Regions from separate parts of the Sus scrofa genome. Here region 2 is linked to region 1. Evidence: chromatin contacts called from public HiChIP or PLAC-seq data. All regions are on one chromosome and are shown on one strand. The core of a region is the stretch at or near the end of the contact, and the rest is flanking DNA. Distances in the headings are between cores, read along the strand shown. Region 1 overlaps CLN5 (ceroid-lipofuscinosis neuronal protein 5). Region 2 has its middle 80 kb from the start of SCEL.

Region 1 (3,709 bases), core at 809-3,308:
CAAGGTGGTGGGAGAGAGTGTTGTCTGTCCTGCAGTCTGTATAATCCCTGAACTTGGCCAAAAGCATTTCCAGCTTAGTTCACTGGAAGAATTTGTGTGGTAGGTAAGAAGGTTGTAAGTAGAACAGAAGTAGTTCAGGTACAGGGAGCAAAGGGAAGCACCAGATACTCAAGGTGGATGGGTTTTGGTGCCGCCTTCTCAAGTAGCTGTCCTCGGGCAGCTGTCATACTGTGCGCAGATCATGCTCTGCCCAGAAAAGCTTCGTGTTTCGCTCTCCTAGGTTTTCTGACACTGTCTTTGCCCCATTCACTCTTCCCTCTTCCAGTTTTCCCCATGCTTCCTTTTCTCTGTTGCCTCTAAATCCAAGATTTGTTGAGTGGGGTAGAGAAAGAGGGTTTCTGCATAACTTAGCTTTTGACTATAACTTAAATGATTATACAATTAGTATGTAAGACTTCTCTTTATACTCCTATCATATCCAGTGTTTACAGTTCAGAAATACTTTGGGCCTTGAAAAATGGAAAAAAAATTGGCTCAACTTGGATTCCTATTGTGAGATGCAGGTTTGGAAATTCAGAAGCTATGATTTATTCATGTACTCATGGCCTTAATCTGGTTAGAACATATCACTCGAACATGATTAGCTTTGATGTTCATATAGTGTTTTTTGTTTTTTCAACTAGGAAACATGTTTAACAAAATGGCACAGTGGGTAAAACAGGACAATGAAACAGGGATTTATTATGAGACATGGACTGTTCAAGCCAGCCCAGAAAAGGGGGCAGAGACATGGTTTGAATCCTACGACTGTTCCAAATTTGTATTAAGGACATACGAGAAGTTGGCTGAACTTGGGGCCGAATTCAAGAAGACAGAAACCAACTATACAAGAATATTTCTTTACAGTGGAGAACCTACTTATTTGGGAAATGAAACATCTGTTTTTGGGCCAACAGGAAACAAGACTCTTGCTTTAGCCATAAAAAGATTTTATTACCCTTTTAAACCACATTTGTCAACCAAAGAGTTTCTGTTGAGTCTCTTGCAAATTTTTGATGCAGTGATTATACATAGACAGTTTTATTTGTTTTATAATTTTGAATACTGGTTTTTACCTATGAAATTTCCTTTTATTAAAATAACATACGAAGAAATCCCTTTACCTCAAAGAAACAAAACATACTTTGGTTTATAAAACCTTTACTGCTTTTTTTCTACCATGGAGTGGTTTTACATGTGTGGATTTCTTAGGCCTCTCTTCTTTGAGGCAGAGAGGTAAAATACACATGGGCAGAGTTACCACATAATAACCTCTCAGGAATTTTTTTTGGAAGGAAGCTTAAAACTCTTCTGTTTTGGCCAAAGTGAGTCCATTAGGTGATCTTGATTCTTGATTTCAATCTTCAGCCTTTGTTATTATGGAGCATTATAGTTCATACCGGGTATATAAGATGTTTGGACTCAATTTAAAATTATAGATAGGGTGTTCCAGGGCTTTTAAATTACTATCAGTGACATTTTCATGGTGGGAGCTACTTTTTTCCGGTATGGTAGTTACGCTTTCTTATTTTGGTACTTTTTGGTAGTTTTAGTTGACTTTACAGGCTTTGTAAATTTTGGCACCAGGTCTAATAGTTTAATTTTGTTCTGTACACTTTTTTAAGTGACTTTTATTTTTTCCATTATAGCTGGCTTATAGGGTTTTGTCACTTTTCTACTGTACAGCAAAGTGACCCAGTCACACATCCGAGTACATTTTTTCTCACATTATTCTCCATCATAAGTGACTACATATAGTTCCCAGTGCTATACAGCAGGAATGTATCCTTAAAGAGTAGTTTGGACATCATAGCTGGAGTGGTTATGCTGCCAGATGTGGTGAATACAGTGATAAAGAGTATAGGTTTCTGGCTAGCATTTTAGACCTAGCTGGTAACTGGCATGTTGTGATTTAAGCAACTTAACATTTCTGAACCTTAGCCTAGTTCTTATCTCGAAAATGACTCACCTGTTAGGATTGTTGTAAAGATTGAAGCCATTGTAGTTTGGCCTCATAATGTCACAATAAATGGTAACAGTGATTAATCAAAGAAAAAAACTGCCAGTTTTGATCTTGCCTAAGGTGGTTTATGTGCCAACCCTCCCTGGTTTTGTAATGATGACCTAGACTTTGAGCGGGCGGACAGTGCCGCTGCAGCTCTTTAGACGGGACGTGGAAGTAGGTGACTGCAGATACGTCTGGCTGAACGGGCGCCCCGTCCTCCTCCACTGCTTCACGCAGTCCTCCTGACGCCCACTCGAGCTGCCCACAGTGGGAGAGAGTACACTTCCTAGAGAGAGGGCACGTTCTTACTGAGGATTTCTAAGTAGCTGTGCTTCTGTTCAGACCATCAAACAAGGCTTCAAGGTCGAGTGTTTACTGATCACCTCAACGCATTGTTTCATGAAAAAAATACCAGTCAGTAAAATGATGATGCGGAGATCAGAGGAAAAAGCCTGTATTTAATATGTACATGTACCACTTCTACTGTTTCTACCCACATTTGGGTGCTTCCTAAGAGGCGAGTACTTTATCATTGAACTCTCAAAAAAGGCCTAAGCATAGACCTTACTTACCTGATTCAAATGAGTGAACTGAGGCTTAGATAGATTGTGCAGCCTTTCCTCAGCTACCCAGCTAAAAGCTAGTGGGAACGGAGCCACATTTTGTCGGGTTCTGCTGACTGAATGGGATGCATTATCATGTAGGCGTTTCAGCGCTGCTCAGAGTTTTGTGGTCCTCAGACCAGTGCCTGGACCACATGTTACGAATACCTTATGTTACTGGTCTGTGAGGAGACAAGTACTTCTAAAGCAATTTGAGACTAATTTTGTTTCTGTTGAATCTAATAAAAAAATACTGGGGCTTGTGCCTTGTCTTTGCTTTTATTTTGTCTAGGAGTTTATTTTTATTTTCTTCTTCAAAACTACAGGCACTAAAACACAATCTGAAAATAAAAATCCACTATTTTACCCAGACAGCTTGAGAGGCACTGCACCAGTATGCCTGCCACACAGAGGGTGTCTTGTGTGCACAGGGAGAACGTGCTTTCACCCCGTCATTTAGCCTGTCGACTCATGTTAATAGTGCCAAACATTTCTGACCACTGTTGCCTCTGACTTGCTGGTTGTCTTTAGAATGTATCACAAGAAAACTTGGACCTTTGCATTATCACCATCTAGTGGCTATAATGGAGCAAGATTCTTAGGAAAATTGCTCTGGGGAAACAGTATTTTGGATTTCCAGAACTGCATTGGGGTAACAAACAAAAACTCCTGTGACAAGTTTGTGTTAACTGTAAATCACAGAAGTTGGTTCCACATTGAAGACGAGGACATCTGTACATGAAACTTGAATATTAAAGCAAGATTCTAGTAGTTATATTAAAAAGCATTCATGATTTTTCACTGTTCCTAAGAACATTAATAAATGAAAATCCTTTGCAAGTACCTAGACTCGGGTGACTATAACAGAGTGTACAGTATTCAAATAAGTAAGTACTTCTTTTTTTTTTTTTCTTTTTAAGGGCCACACTCACAGCATATGGAGGTTCCCAGGCTAGGGGTCGAATCGGAGCTACAGCTGCCAGCCTACATCAGAGTCACAGCAACGCAGGATCTGAACCGAGTATATGACCTACACCACAGCTCACGGCAAAGCCGGATCCTT
Region 2 (3,709 bases), core at 630-3,129, 440 kb after region 1:
TTGAACTTGAAATTTTTTTTTTTTTTTTTTTGGTCTTTTTAGGGCTGCACCCGCAGCATATGGAGATTCCCAAATAGGGGTCCCATCGGAGCTATAGCTGCCAGCCTACGCCACAGCCACAGCAATGACAGATCCAAGCCATGTCTGCAACCTACACCACAGCTCACGGCAATGCTGAATCCTTAACGAACTGAGCAAGGGCAGGGATCAAACCTGCCACCTCATGGTTCCTATTAGGATTCGTTTCCACTGCCCCACAACGGGAACTCCTGGACTTGAAAATATTAGCACCATCTTAACTTCGTTCAAAATAAAGGTAGTGTCTGCCACTTTTCTATGCTTCTGGTTTTTCTCTCTGCCATTCAGCAAGGATGATAAGAACCTTTTCTCGATTTTTCACCACCATTACCTTCGCTGGTTCGCGACAACATGCAAACCTATGTAAAGACGTTAGGGCCACACCTGCGGCATACGGAGGTTCCCAGGCTAGGGGTCAAATGGGAGCTATAGCCACTGGCCTACACCCCAGGGACAGCAACACCAGATCTAAGCCTGTCTGTGACCTACACTACAGCTCACAGCAACACCAGATCCTAAATCCACTGAGCAAGGTCAGGGATCAAACCCACATCCTCATGGATCCTAGTCACGTTCATTACTGCTGAGCTATGATGGGAACTCCTGGGTTTGGTTTTAGTAGGGGCTCTAGGAGAACACCTCTGGAAGAGAGGGCAACCTGCCCTTGCTTCAGTTTCACATGTTGAAATTTGCAAATGCCTCTCACATTTGTAAGAATATAAGTTACGATTTAGTCTATTGGAAATGGCCCTTTGATCAATACATTTTTGCTGTTAATTTCCATTTGAATTTGGATATTTTACTTAGCTTTTTTTTTCTTAAGTCACTTTCATAAAACCCAATCAAAATTTTAAAAGGTTACACATGAGCAATAGCATTTAATTCCTATGCTATTTGAGTATAAAATTCTTTTGCTCCTTTTCTTTCTTTTTCTCCATGCAAGTAGAATAAGAAAAAAATAAATATTTTAAATGAGATTTGTGGGTTCTCATGAAAACTAGAAAATAAAAAAAAAGAAAAGAAAACTAGAAAATATAGGAGAATCTTGTCATATAGCTATTGTGATATATATGGCTTTGGCTATGGTCAAGTATTATCTTCTGAAACATAACTATATTCAGTTTAAAAACTTCTCAAGAGTTCCCTTTGTGGTTCAGTGGTAATGAAGCTGCTAGTATCCATGAGAATGTGGGTTCAATCGCTGGCCTCACTCAGCAGGTTAAGGATCCAGCATTTCTATGAGCTGTGGTGTAGGTCGCAGATGTGGCTTGGATCTAGCGTAGTTGTGGCTATGGCGTAGGCCAGTGGCTATGGCTCTGATTAGACTCTTAACCTGGGACTTCCATATGCCACAGGTGCAGCCCTAAAAAGAGCAAAAAAAAAAAAAAATTCTCATCTAAGATGAGTTTTGTTCAATCCATAAACACCAACATTATCTAAAGATTCCACTTGGTGGGAGGCAGGATGGTAGAGCAGAAAGAACATCCTTTTGAGTCAGAAAAACCTGGTGTCAAATACTAGCTATGTCACCTAATATTGCTGTCATCCTGATTATGACCTTGAGGGGTTTGAATGTCAGTGTTCCTGCTCCACAAGGTTGCAGTGTGCTCTAGAGGAGTTTAGGTATGGAAAGTGCCTGGAACACAGGGGGTCCTCTGTTTTCTTACCTCCTTGACCTACAGCACTGTATACCTGCACTGCAAATAACTAATAGCGTTCTGCATTTTCAGAGAGCCAGTGTGGCAGAGCAGAAAGAGGAGGGCCTTTGAAATTGCACAAAACCAACCTTACGCTCCTTCGTCACTTCTGACCTCCAGCAACTTTAGGCATATTACTTAACCTCTTGGAGCTTCTGTTTCCCCATATATTAAAGAAAAAGATCATCTGCAGACGTATGAAGTTATGATATGTTAACATCTAGCACAGAACCTGGCATAATAAATGCTCATTTAAGAGTAGCTTCAGGTATAATATTTTTGTGCTATTATGATTTTCTATTGCAGAGTTCCCTTCATGGCTCAGTGGTTAACAAACCCAACTAGGATCCATGAGGATGCTGGTTCGATCCCTGGCCTCCTCGGTGGGTTAAGGGTCTGGTGTTGCTATGAGCTGTGGTGTGGGTCGCAGATGCGGCTAAATCCCACGTTTCTGTGGCCGTGGCCTAGGGATGGCTATAGCTCTGATTTGACCCCTGGCATGGTAACTTCCATGGTGTGGCTCAAAAAAAAAAAAAAAATGTATTGCTTTCTTAAAAGCACTTTCCATTTTAATAATCAAAGCCCTCAGGATTTTAATCAGCATTGCTAGAGCTCAGATCAATTTCTCATTCAAATACTGGATGTTTAATTTGATCTCTGCCTCTGTTCATGAGGGCTAGAGAAGAAATCTCACTGTTCCACAGGCTGCAGAGTAGAAAGATGCTCATGAACTCACTGGAGGTTATTTTTTTATGACTCCATTAACCTAACCTTTATGATTGATGATGGTTGTTTTGGGGATTTTTTAAAGTTCTAGCCAAAGAACTCATATCTCAGAATATTGATTTCTGCTGAATTTGCCCACTTTTCAGTGTAACATATTATATGATCAGAGAGATAAAGTACTTATTGGATTAAAATTTCTTAGCTTGGTTTTCTGGTTGCTAGTGACAACCAACACAAGAATATATCTAAAATGACAGGCAACAGCCACAATGATCACAATCCATGTTTTTATCTTTCCCAGTTGTGGTTTTAAAATAGCCTCTCTTGTGCTTGTGGTCATCAAAAAGATGACCATATACACGCCTTTAGACACACGGCCCACCTCAACAACCCTATTGCACTAATAAACCTTTTCTCAGGGCTTGGAGAGTCCACTTCAGGCCACATGTGCTATTGCTACCCTAATGCTGAAAGGATGATAAAACCATATATTATAGAAATTATTTTCCAAAGTGAATTGTCCATAAACTGGTATGTCTTAGATCAGCATAACATTAGGTATGGCAGCAGCATTTACACAGTTTGTATCTTTTTGAAAAGAGTATCACCCCCCCCACTCCACTCCCCCACCCCCAACACACATAAATCTACTTAAGAATTTGGTGGTTCTGGTGTAGATATATACTGAAGTCTCTAAAGGAAACTAAAAATATACCCTTGGCAGAGCTGTTCATAATACAGAGAAATTCTATTAGATTACTTTCCAAGGACAAAAGAACATCTTTGTAAGCAGGAAGATATTAACTTTACGGAAGCCGGGCATACCTTTGGGATGTTTGTTGGATATTCCAAAATTGAACATGATAGATAGGGGAAAAAAAAAACAAAAAAACACCAGAACAGCAAGTGACATAATAAGATTCACTCTTCCTCTGTGATCTTATTTTCAAGCCAGTAGAGAGAACGTTCTAACACAGGATTTGATCTCTGCATGCCACGATGCTATTTGCCTGACTCTTTGAGTGTTACATTCATGAGGACAGGACTTCGAGGGAAGTGGCTATTATCAAATTTAAAATAAGACTTCTGGGAGTTCCCTGGCCCAGTGGAAATGAATCTGACTAGCATCCACGGGGATGCAGGTTTGATCCCTGGCCTCGCTCTGTGGGTTAAGAATCCAGCATTCCCATGAGCTGTGGGTCACAGAC

The links. HiChIP or PLAC-seq counts read pairs in DNA pulled down with a chosen protein or histone mark.
Region 2: a contact with region 1 is called in an H3K27ac HiChIP or PLAC-seq map of alveolar macrophages. The contact joins two enhancer-like sites. A contact is called at or near these places in 1 of 47 Hi-C or Micro-C datasets (skeletal muscle) and 1 of 2 datasets of contacts at active chromatin or transcription factors (alveolar macrophages).

The regions. Positions count from the first base shown.
Region 1 is chr11:49,125,498-49,129,206 of Sscrofa11.1, forward strand. It overlaps CLN5 (ceroid-lipofuscinosis neuronal protein 5), which reads left to right. Exons shown (of 4, transcript XM_005668472.2): 4 at 684-2,928. The coding sequence ends at 1,195. Among named protein-coding and RNA genes, the nearest start is that of CLN5, 22 kb to the left of the region's middle. Within about 2 kb of position 2,059, at least 11 of the 83 cell types and tissues checked have an H3K27ac peak or open chromatin away from gene starts, as enhancers often do. A contact at or near this core is called in alveolar macrophages, where this site is marked.
Region 2 is chr11:49,569,847-49,573,555 of Sscrofa11.1, forward strand. No RefSeq gene overlaps it. Among named protein-coding and RNA genes, the nearest start is that of SCEL, 80 kb to the right of the region's middle. Within about 2 kb of position 1,880, at least 1 of the 83 cell types and tissues checked has an H3K27ac peak or open chromatin away from gene starts, as enhancers often do. A contact at or near this core is called in alveolar macrophages, where this site is marked.